Linked DNA regions of Zea mays: region 2 is linked to region 1. The links are chromatin contacts, called in public Hi-C maps. All regions are on one chromosome and are shown on one strand. Each heading gives the region's core, a stretch centred on a gene start, on an enhancer-like site or on the middle of the called end of the contact. The rest is flanking DNA. Distances are from core to core; before and after follow the strand shown. Region 1 has its middle 9.9 kb from the start of LOC103636803. Region 2 holds the start of LOC103636806 (eukaryotic translation initiation factor 3 subunit A-like).

Region 1 (4,311 bases), core at 625-3,124:
CGAAGAAAAGTGTTTTCACTGGCGGACTGTCCGATCGAGGGCACGGGACTGTCCAGTGGCACACCTGACTGTCCGATGCGCTAGGGAACAGTAGCCCAACGGCTAGTTCCTGGTGGCACTGTGGAGGAGAGCTCGGACTGTCTGGTGCAAACGCTGACCGCGCCAACGATCGTCTGACAGATCCAACGGCTAGGCGCACCGGACAGGGGCACCAGACTGTCCGGTGCCCACCACGGGATTGTCCGGTATGCCGCAGAGAGCAACAACTTTTCTCCAACGTCTAGAATTGAGTTGGGGCCTATAAATACTTCACCCAACCTGTCATTTGAAGGTGTGTGAGCCCAAGCAATATACCAAGGCATATTGTAGACGTTTCTAAGTGCTCATACACCCAAGTGCTTAATATAATCACTCAGTGATTAGCATAGGTGCTTTGCGAAGTGCTTAGGTTAGTTAGACTGCATTAGCGCTTGCTTTAAGTGAATCCTAGTTAGTTGAGTGAGTTTAGAAAAACCACACAACCCCTCCGCTCTTGCGTGAGCCGTTGTAATTGTACCGAGTGGGACGAGAGTCTTGCGAGACCGTGACAACCGCGTTTTGTCATGGCCGCCACCGTGTACTGAAGGGAACGAGGCTCGCGGCGTTTCGGCCGGAAGCTCGATAGTGGAGACGGCGGGGAGCGTCCGAGAGGAGCCGGAAGTGAAGCACCACTTGCGTATGGAGAAGGTCCGCGACTCTCTACGGATTTACTCGACCGTGGTGTTTGGCCCTCACGCGAGCTACCCTTTGCGTAGGGGCACCAACGAGGATTAGTCGGAACCTTGCGTGGTTCTGGATACCTCGATAAAAATATCAGTATCATCCACGAGAGATTGCATCTCTACCTTCCACATTTTTATTAAGCATTTAAGTTTTAATCTTGTCTTTATAATTAAATTGTTTATGATTGAAACTTAGTCTTTGCGGTAGAGATAGCAACACTTAGCCAAAACCTAGTTTGCACATTCTAGTTTGATTATTTGTATAGTGTTGGTCACTTGTTCTCAAATGTTGTGAGTCAAGAACAAGGCAACATAATTGTTAAGGATTAAGGACCTTCGTCCTCCAAAATATTATCTCCTTTTGGATATAATAATCTTCAGACGAATGTCATGAAGGACATGCCTTCATGATTCATGAGGATAAGAATACATAAAGACAATGAATGTAATCTATTGGCTCTTACATATATGTATTTCATAATACATATATGAACATTAGCAAAGTTTGTATTACATTGATACATTCGGCTTGTTCGAAGGTGAAGATGCGAGAGCGATTACAATTCAGTGTGAACAGTACGGTGCTACTGTTTATCTATTTATAGGCACGGGACACAGCCCGAGTAAAAGTACATTCGTGTCGTTAACATTTACTCATAGCTATAACATAAATCATTAGGGACTAGCTAGTCTTTTTTTCTTTCGGTTAGCATTATGTTTGGTCTTCATCATCATTTTAAGCTGAAACTGTTACTCTTCGCCTATAGCTTCAGCGTTCATTCTTATTATCTTTAGGCAATATATTGGTCATGTATACCTTTGACATGGGAGAAAATCTCCGTCCTGAAGGCGAAGCTCCCTGTAGCAATTCATGTTATGCTAAAAACAGATGATTAGTCGTATTTTTAAGGACCTTTAGAAGAGAAAGACTCCAAAGTTTTATTTATGATCTAATTTAAAGAAAATTTTAGTAATCCTAATTCGCCCGTTCTTGGGTCACCGTTTCCTACAGTGCGGATTCAGCAGAGGCTCGGTTGCGTGTGGGAGCGGTTGAAAATTCCGCACGGTTAGCGTCACTAGGCACTTCCACCTGTACGGGCGTATGGAAATCAGACGCAGACAGCACCGGCGTTTTCCCCATTGCTGATGAGTTATCTTCACAGAGTCATGGGGGGTACCTCTGACCCACTTGTATTGGTGGTTTGTCCGTTTGTACATATGCGTATGGACTGCGACGCATCGCCACCAAGAAATCTAGCTGATGAATGCTTCTTCTGATTGTTGCACTGAGCGACCCAAGCAGGTTCATGAATCCTAGCCTGCAACATCATCTCGATTTTAGGGCTGTTTTTAAATGTATGAACTTTATAGAAAAAACATATGAAAGCATTAAAAATTTCCGTTCCAAAGGAGGTCAACGCAGTGTGGTTCTAATTTCTAAATACATAATTTATATAGATAGAGATATGATGTATAGATTTATAATAAAAATGTTATATTTATAAAAAAACGATTAACAATTTGAACAAAGTGCTATATTCTATTATATCCAAAGGAGCCTGTTTGTTTAAGTTTGACATTTTTGAAAAGGCTATATCTGGCCCAGACATATAGTAGTACTATGCAGGCGTCCTATTTTGTGCGTCAGGGACCAGGATTTATTGCCAGACATGGGTTTGTTTTACTAGCAAACCACAATCCAAACACGTTCTAATTGTTTCCTAGCGATGAGGTGGCACTCCGTCATAAGTCCACCCACCACTTGCCACTGTTCGTGCCAAATATACTTTCAAATCGGCGTTTTCTTGAGACTTTCTAGCTTTTGCCATCCGCGTAAAGTCACTATATACCTAAGTGCAAGGGCAAATATATGGGCACTCTGTCGATGATCTTATTATGCCCATAGTCAATCTGATACTTCCTCGATCTTAAAATAAGAAATTCCAATTCTTTTTTTAAAATTAAACAATTTTAAGTTTGATTGGATGTATAGAAAAAAAAAGAACGACTTGAAATGAACATCCTGGATCGATTATTACGGAATGTATTCTTACTTTTATTTTACTTCTTCACGTTCTAGTTGTTATTAATTTCTTTATAGACTTTATTAAATCTATATTGTTTGATTTAGAACAAGCTCGCAAGTTACTGTGTTTTGAGATGGAGGTAGCTGGAGGCAGCACTCACTTTATTTTTCTTTTGAACATTTGACGTGTATAACTTTAAATTAAATAGATTATTCTAAACGCCTTATATTTAGAAACGGGCTGGGAATGGCGTTTTTTTTTTTTTGAAAACCACCAAAATTTTATCTTTGACGGGGTACTTTAATAACTTGCTATATTTTTCTGGATTGAGCATGGGGACACACCTGACCTCTCTAGCTAGTTCTGAAGGAACTAGTAGAATTTAGTTCTGTTCTTACGACAATGTAAATAAAATCTGTACAGCTGCTTCTCGACGAACTATCTGAATCTGATCGTTACCATCTGCCGCTAACACAAGGATTCATCTTCATCAGTTCCAGGATGGGCCGCCTCCGCTTGGGCGGCCACCGGCGCGCGGTGAGGTCGGCGAAGGCGGCGAGGACGTGGCGGTGGACGCGGCGGTCGTTGTGGTCCAGGTAGCAGGACAGGAGCTCCTCCATGAACTCGCGGTACTCCGGCTCGGGCATCCCCTCGGCGCCGCACGCCGCCGCCATGCCGGCCATGGACTCCAGGAACTGCGCCCTGGGGTCGCTCGCGTACGTCTCCACCAGCACCGCCCCCCGCAGGGCCTCGCTATCGCTCTCGCCCGCGGCCGCCGTGTCGTCGACGAGCGAGGCCGTGGGCGCCGGCGAGACGAAGAAGCGGTCGGAGGCGAGCACCGCGCCAGGGGGCAGCTCGCTGGCCGTCCGCGGCGAGGCCAGCGCGCCGGCGACGGCGACGCGGCCGCTGTCGTGCGGCGGCGCGAGGCTGCTTCCGGCGGCGTGATCACCGTCGTCGTCGTCGCGCGCGCCGAGGGAGAAGGACGGCGAGGACGATATCGCGGCGTGGTACGGGTGGGACGAGAGCAGCTGCGCGCAGCGCTGCCACCGCGTCGCCATGGCCGAACCGGACCGGACCGGACCGGACCCCGAGCCTCTTCCCCCGCTCAATGAGCTAGCTGACTAGTGACTAGCTGAGTGAACGAGACCGAGCTCTCGCAAGTCGCAACGGACGCGAATGGCTGGCTTGCATAGTTGCATTTGCTCCTTCTTATATAGCGACAAATTAAAGCGTCGCCTCGAATAGACCAAAGAACAACAGACCAAATCTTCATTTTTTACATTAACTTTTCACCCTTCCTTCCGCTAATCTAAAATTGCGCGCCTGATTACATTTTTTAGACGAAGTTTAAGCCGACTTGGCAACTTTGTATGGCGCTTCGATATTTGTTTGGGAAAAGAAAAATGAAACTGACTACGAACTGTACGTTCTGTATACGGCAAGCTCGCTCCGCTGGTTCTGCCGACTGCTGTCATCATTCCGTAATCGCAACAGGGACACTGGTAGTCGTATCCTTGGCTGCC
Region 2 (4,311 bases), core at 997-3,496, 230 kb before region 1:
GTACGATTGAGATAGACAACCCTGTGACTGAACTGTTCACTGGAGAGAGAAAGATCATCCGCATGTGACAATCTGCAACTGTGTCTTTCCCCTCCGTTCATCTCCTTGCATCGTTGCATTTGCATACACGAGTTGCCCGTCTAGCCCAGTGACGGTCTCTCAGACTCTCTGCATTGTGTCGACTAATAGCCACTGTAACCGTACCTCCTTCATATGCCTCCAACAACCGATATCCCCATGTGGCCAGGCCTGCAACTATGACCACCTCAGCTACGACACAGCATTGAGAGTGGCCAGTCAGTCGCTCATCGCCAAACTCACTGTCGTCCGACTCCAAAATAAACAATAGAGAGATAAGAGAAAATTTGGTACTGATTTGGTGAAATTTATGGTTGAATACTTCAGTTCCACCTATCTTTAATGCACTCATGGTATCATTTCCTAGTTCATGGTGTTGAGGTGTACTACAGGCACCGTGGGGTACCACAGGGTTTTAGCTATGCCATATCGCCTAGGCATCGCCTATAAGGCGTCCAGGCGTACCCCCAGCGCCACAGGACGCCGCAGCGCCTCAAAAACCATGTCCTAGTTTGACAATCATTGCAAAAGATACATGTTTTTAAACATTGGGAAAATTTACATGTCCTTGTAAATCATAGGAATCAGTACATGTCATAGATTTTAACATTTAAATTGCCAACTAAGAACATTTGATTGAGGGAACCGTTTTTATGAAAGGAAAACAACATAGCTAGATAATACCAAGTTACCAACAATGCTACAAAGCCAGTAACCGATATTAATAGTGAACTTCATTTTGGTAAACATTTTTATCACTCCATTATTCTCACTCTAAGGTATTGCAACACTGCTTTGCAAGTTTTTTTTAAATTGGCGATCACAATCACAAGAATGCTCAAATTCAAGCCTTCCAGGTTGTTTTCAGGTAAATTAAATCATTTTTATGGTACATAAACTTTACAATACTCTTATCTAGTGGAGTGGGATTTCTGATTTCATACCTAGATCTAGTACAATATAGGTTTGGGTGGTGGGCGCTTTTTATAAATTATTAAAGATAGGCGCAGATGCATGTTATAGGACTCTGATATACATTGTGCCATTTATAAAAAGGTATTTCTAACTGAAATTTTAGTTTGCAATTTCTTTAGCCATTTGATCGAAATTCTGAACTCCTCTTGCACCCCTCTATGTATCTCTCTAGCTTCACCACCAATTACATGACATAATTCATCAAAACAAAACAAAAAAAACTCAATGGATCAGATTACCCCATGTAACAAAGCCTCTTAGTCCCAAGAAAGTTGGGGTAGACTAGAGTTAAATCCCAACAGAATCCGGTTCCCGTTCGCTCCTATTCAGAGCTCATCCTTTCCAGTCTCATTTTGCATCTTCCCATGTCAAATTTGGCCTTCCTCTGCCTCTCTTCCCCTTATTATCACATCTTAGGATAAGACTAAGCACTAGTGCCTCCGAAATGTCTCCGTTAGAGATATCCAAAACATGACAATCGGTGTTGGAGTTGAACAAGCTTCACGTTTGTATGCAGTGACGCTTATCTATACAACTTCCAAACTAACCTAACATTTAGAACCTACCACTCAGTAGCTTCGTCAACAGTAAATTTATTCTATCTAATCAGAGCAGGTAACAAAAACATCATCACATTATCGTAATTCGCAAGTGCCTAACAAATCCAGAATGTGAAAGGCATAACTTCAACACTACCGCGAGTCCGCCACGACAACCACCTGCGAATAAAAATCGAGCCAAGTCCCAGCGACTCACCTTCGGCTCTCTTGAGCGCGTTCTCAGGCTTCGCGAAAGTCGCCATGGTCGCTCCTAGGGTTCTGTGGCCGCGACCTACTCCTGCTCCGGCGCCACACCAACAAACAGGGCGGATCTAGTAAAAGGCATGTACATGTACAGCCGATAATTAGGTTAGAATGTGGTAGGCATCAAACATCGAAATAATTTGAGGATAGAGTTCGATAACTCGGTTTCGTACAGCAGACAGGGAAGTGAATGTGGTGGGAGTACCTGGTTGGCGCTCTTCGCCGCCGAAGAGATCGAGCAAGATCTCGGCACCTCCGCACCTTCCGTAGGGCGAAGAGAGCGCGCACGGCGGCTGGCACCGGGAGGAGAGGAAAAGGCGCGGCTGGCGGTTAGGGTTAATTCGCGGTATAAATGGACCTGGTTTAGTCCGTATTTGTTTACCAGTACTCCGCGTTTGAATCATTGAAATTGAATTATATTCTAATAATAATAATTTTAACATATATTAATTAATCTAATTCAATTTTATGTAAAATATATTTGTATATTATTATTATCAAGATGTTGTAAATATTTATGTGCTACATTTTTACTATAGAGGAGTAAAACGAAGAGTGTCATGTAAGTTACAGAGTAGAAACAAATTCTACCAATACATAAAATCATTTTCCATAATCCACTCTATGAATTTAAAATAGGCTTGTATCTAAACTTTGGAAAGTAGTGGAATGTCAAATTCCAAACTAAATAAATTACTTTATTTAGTGAATTTCAATTTCTCTAAAATGAAGAGATCCAAACGCCCGCTAAATTAATTCACTAGATTAATCCAGCTTAAATAAGCTAAGAAGCAAACAAACAGCACAGCTTATTGGGGCGAATTATATAATCTAGGCTCCTAGATTATTATAATCTATTAGCAGTCCATTAGGTGCTTATTTGAGATTATTCATTTGGTTTTTTTACTCACTGCCCTTGCAACTTTAGAGAATATTAACTACCAATGCCATCATGATGCCATATTTCTCACATCTATATGTGTACATTCGGGTCGCCTGTCCCAAGCCTGAAATGGTCCCGTCCGTTTAAATTTTGGGTCGGGCTGGTCTGTTTGAATTTCGGGTCGTGTCGGGCTAGCCCACGGGTCTAGTCCACGGTCTGGCACGCAATTGCTTAAACGTGCCGGGCTCATTTCGAGCGGCCCGAAATTTAATTTTTTGCTCGAAATTCACATCAAATCCTTAAATTCAATATAAAATTAATAAAACAAATAAAAGATAAGACAAATAAATTTGACCAAAAGCAAACTTAATATTTATATTAAGTTACAAAGTTATGCAATGACTACCTCGTTTAAAAATCAGTTTGTTAGAAGGAAAAGGAGTATAATCAGCTATATACAAAGTTCGCAAGTTTAGTTCATTATCTAATGTTCAAAACAAAAGTAAATTTACATCACATACTCTAACTCAAAGCTAAAAAGCATCTAGCTAGCATTATCTCTAGCTTTGTGTTCTTTATCAAGTACATGAAAGTGTGGAATGAAGTATGGTTTTAATGAACACTAGTACACTGCCCGTGTGTTGCAACAGTGCACAACCTATTCAATAAAATGTTAGTACACAATATTGCTTAGACAAAAATCCCATAAACAAGTAATAAAAAAACATGTGTATAACGACAACACTATTGTCGGGGACCATAATTAGGGGTACCCTCAAGACTCCTAATTCTCAGCTGGTAATCCCCATCAGCATAAAGCTGCAAAGGCCTGATGGGTGCGATTAAGTCAGGGATCAGTCCATTCGAGCGACTCGATCACGCCTCGCCCGAGCCTAGCCTCGGACAAGGGCAGCCGACCCCGGAGGATTTCCGTCTCGCCCGAGGCCCCCCTCCAACGGCGGACACATCTTCGGCTCGCCCGAGGCCCTGCCTTCGCTAAGAAGCAACCCTGACTAAATCGCCGCACCGACCGACCAAATCGCAGGAGCATTTAACGCAAAGGTGGCCTGACACCTTTATCCTGACACGCGCCCTCCGGCAGAGCCGAAGTGACCGTCGTCACTTCGCCGCTCCACTGACCGGTCTGACAGAAGGACAGCGCCGCCTACGCCACTCCGACTGCAACGCCACTTGACAGAGTGATGCTGACAGGAAGCCAGGCCCTGCCAAAGGCACCATAGGAAGCTCCGCCCGACCCAGGGCTCGGACTCGGGCTCAGCCCCGGAAGACGGCGAACTCCGCTCCGCCCGACCCAGGGCTCGGACTCAGGCTCAGCCCCGGAAGACGGCAAACTCCGCTCCGCCCGACCCAGGGCTCGGACTCGGGCTAAGACCCGGAAGACGGCGAACTCCGCTCCACCCGACCCAGGGCTCGGACTCGGGCTAAGACCCGGAAGACGACGAACTCCGCTTCGCCCGACCCCAGGGCTCGGGCTCGGGCTCAGCCCCAGAAGACGACGAACTTCGCTTCGCCCGACCCCAGGGCTCGGACACCGCCCTGGCCTCTGCCGAC

The links. Hi-C and Micro-C count contacts between places; a contact is called where the count stands out from the background.
Region 2: a Hi-C map of leaf shows a contact between it and region 1, with 7 times the contacts expected there. The contact joins the promoter of LOC103636806 here to the enhancer-like site in region 1. A contact is called at or near these places in 12 of 25 Hi-C or Micro-C datasets (bundle sheath, ear, endosperm and 5 more) and 1 of 3 datasets of contacts at active chromatin or transcription factors (seedling).

What each region holds. Positions count from the first base shown.
Region 1 is chr8:19,882,949-19,887,259 of Zm-B73-REFERENCE-NAM-5.0, reverse strand. No RefSeq gene overlaps it. Among protein-coding and RNA genes, the nearest start is that of LOC103636803, 9.9 kb to the left of the region's middle. Within about 2 kb of position 1,874, at least 15 of the 20 cell types and tissues checked have an H3K27ac peak or open chromatin away from gene starts, as enhancers often do. A contact at or near this core is called in bundle sheath, endosperm, leaf and 2 more, where this site is marked.
Region 2 is chr8:20,113,051-20,117,361 of Zm-B73-REFERENCE-NAM-5.0, reverse strand. LOC103636806 (eukaryotic translation initiation factor 3 subunit A-like) reads right to left here and starts at 2,246. Exons shown (of 14, transcript XM_020543271.3): 1 at 2,062-2,246; 2 at 1,810-1,924. The coding sequence starts at 1,855.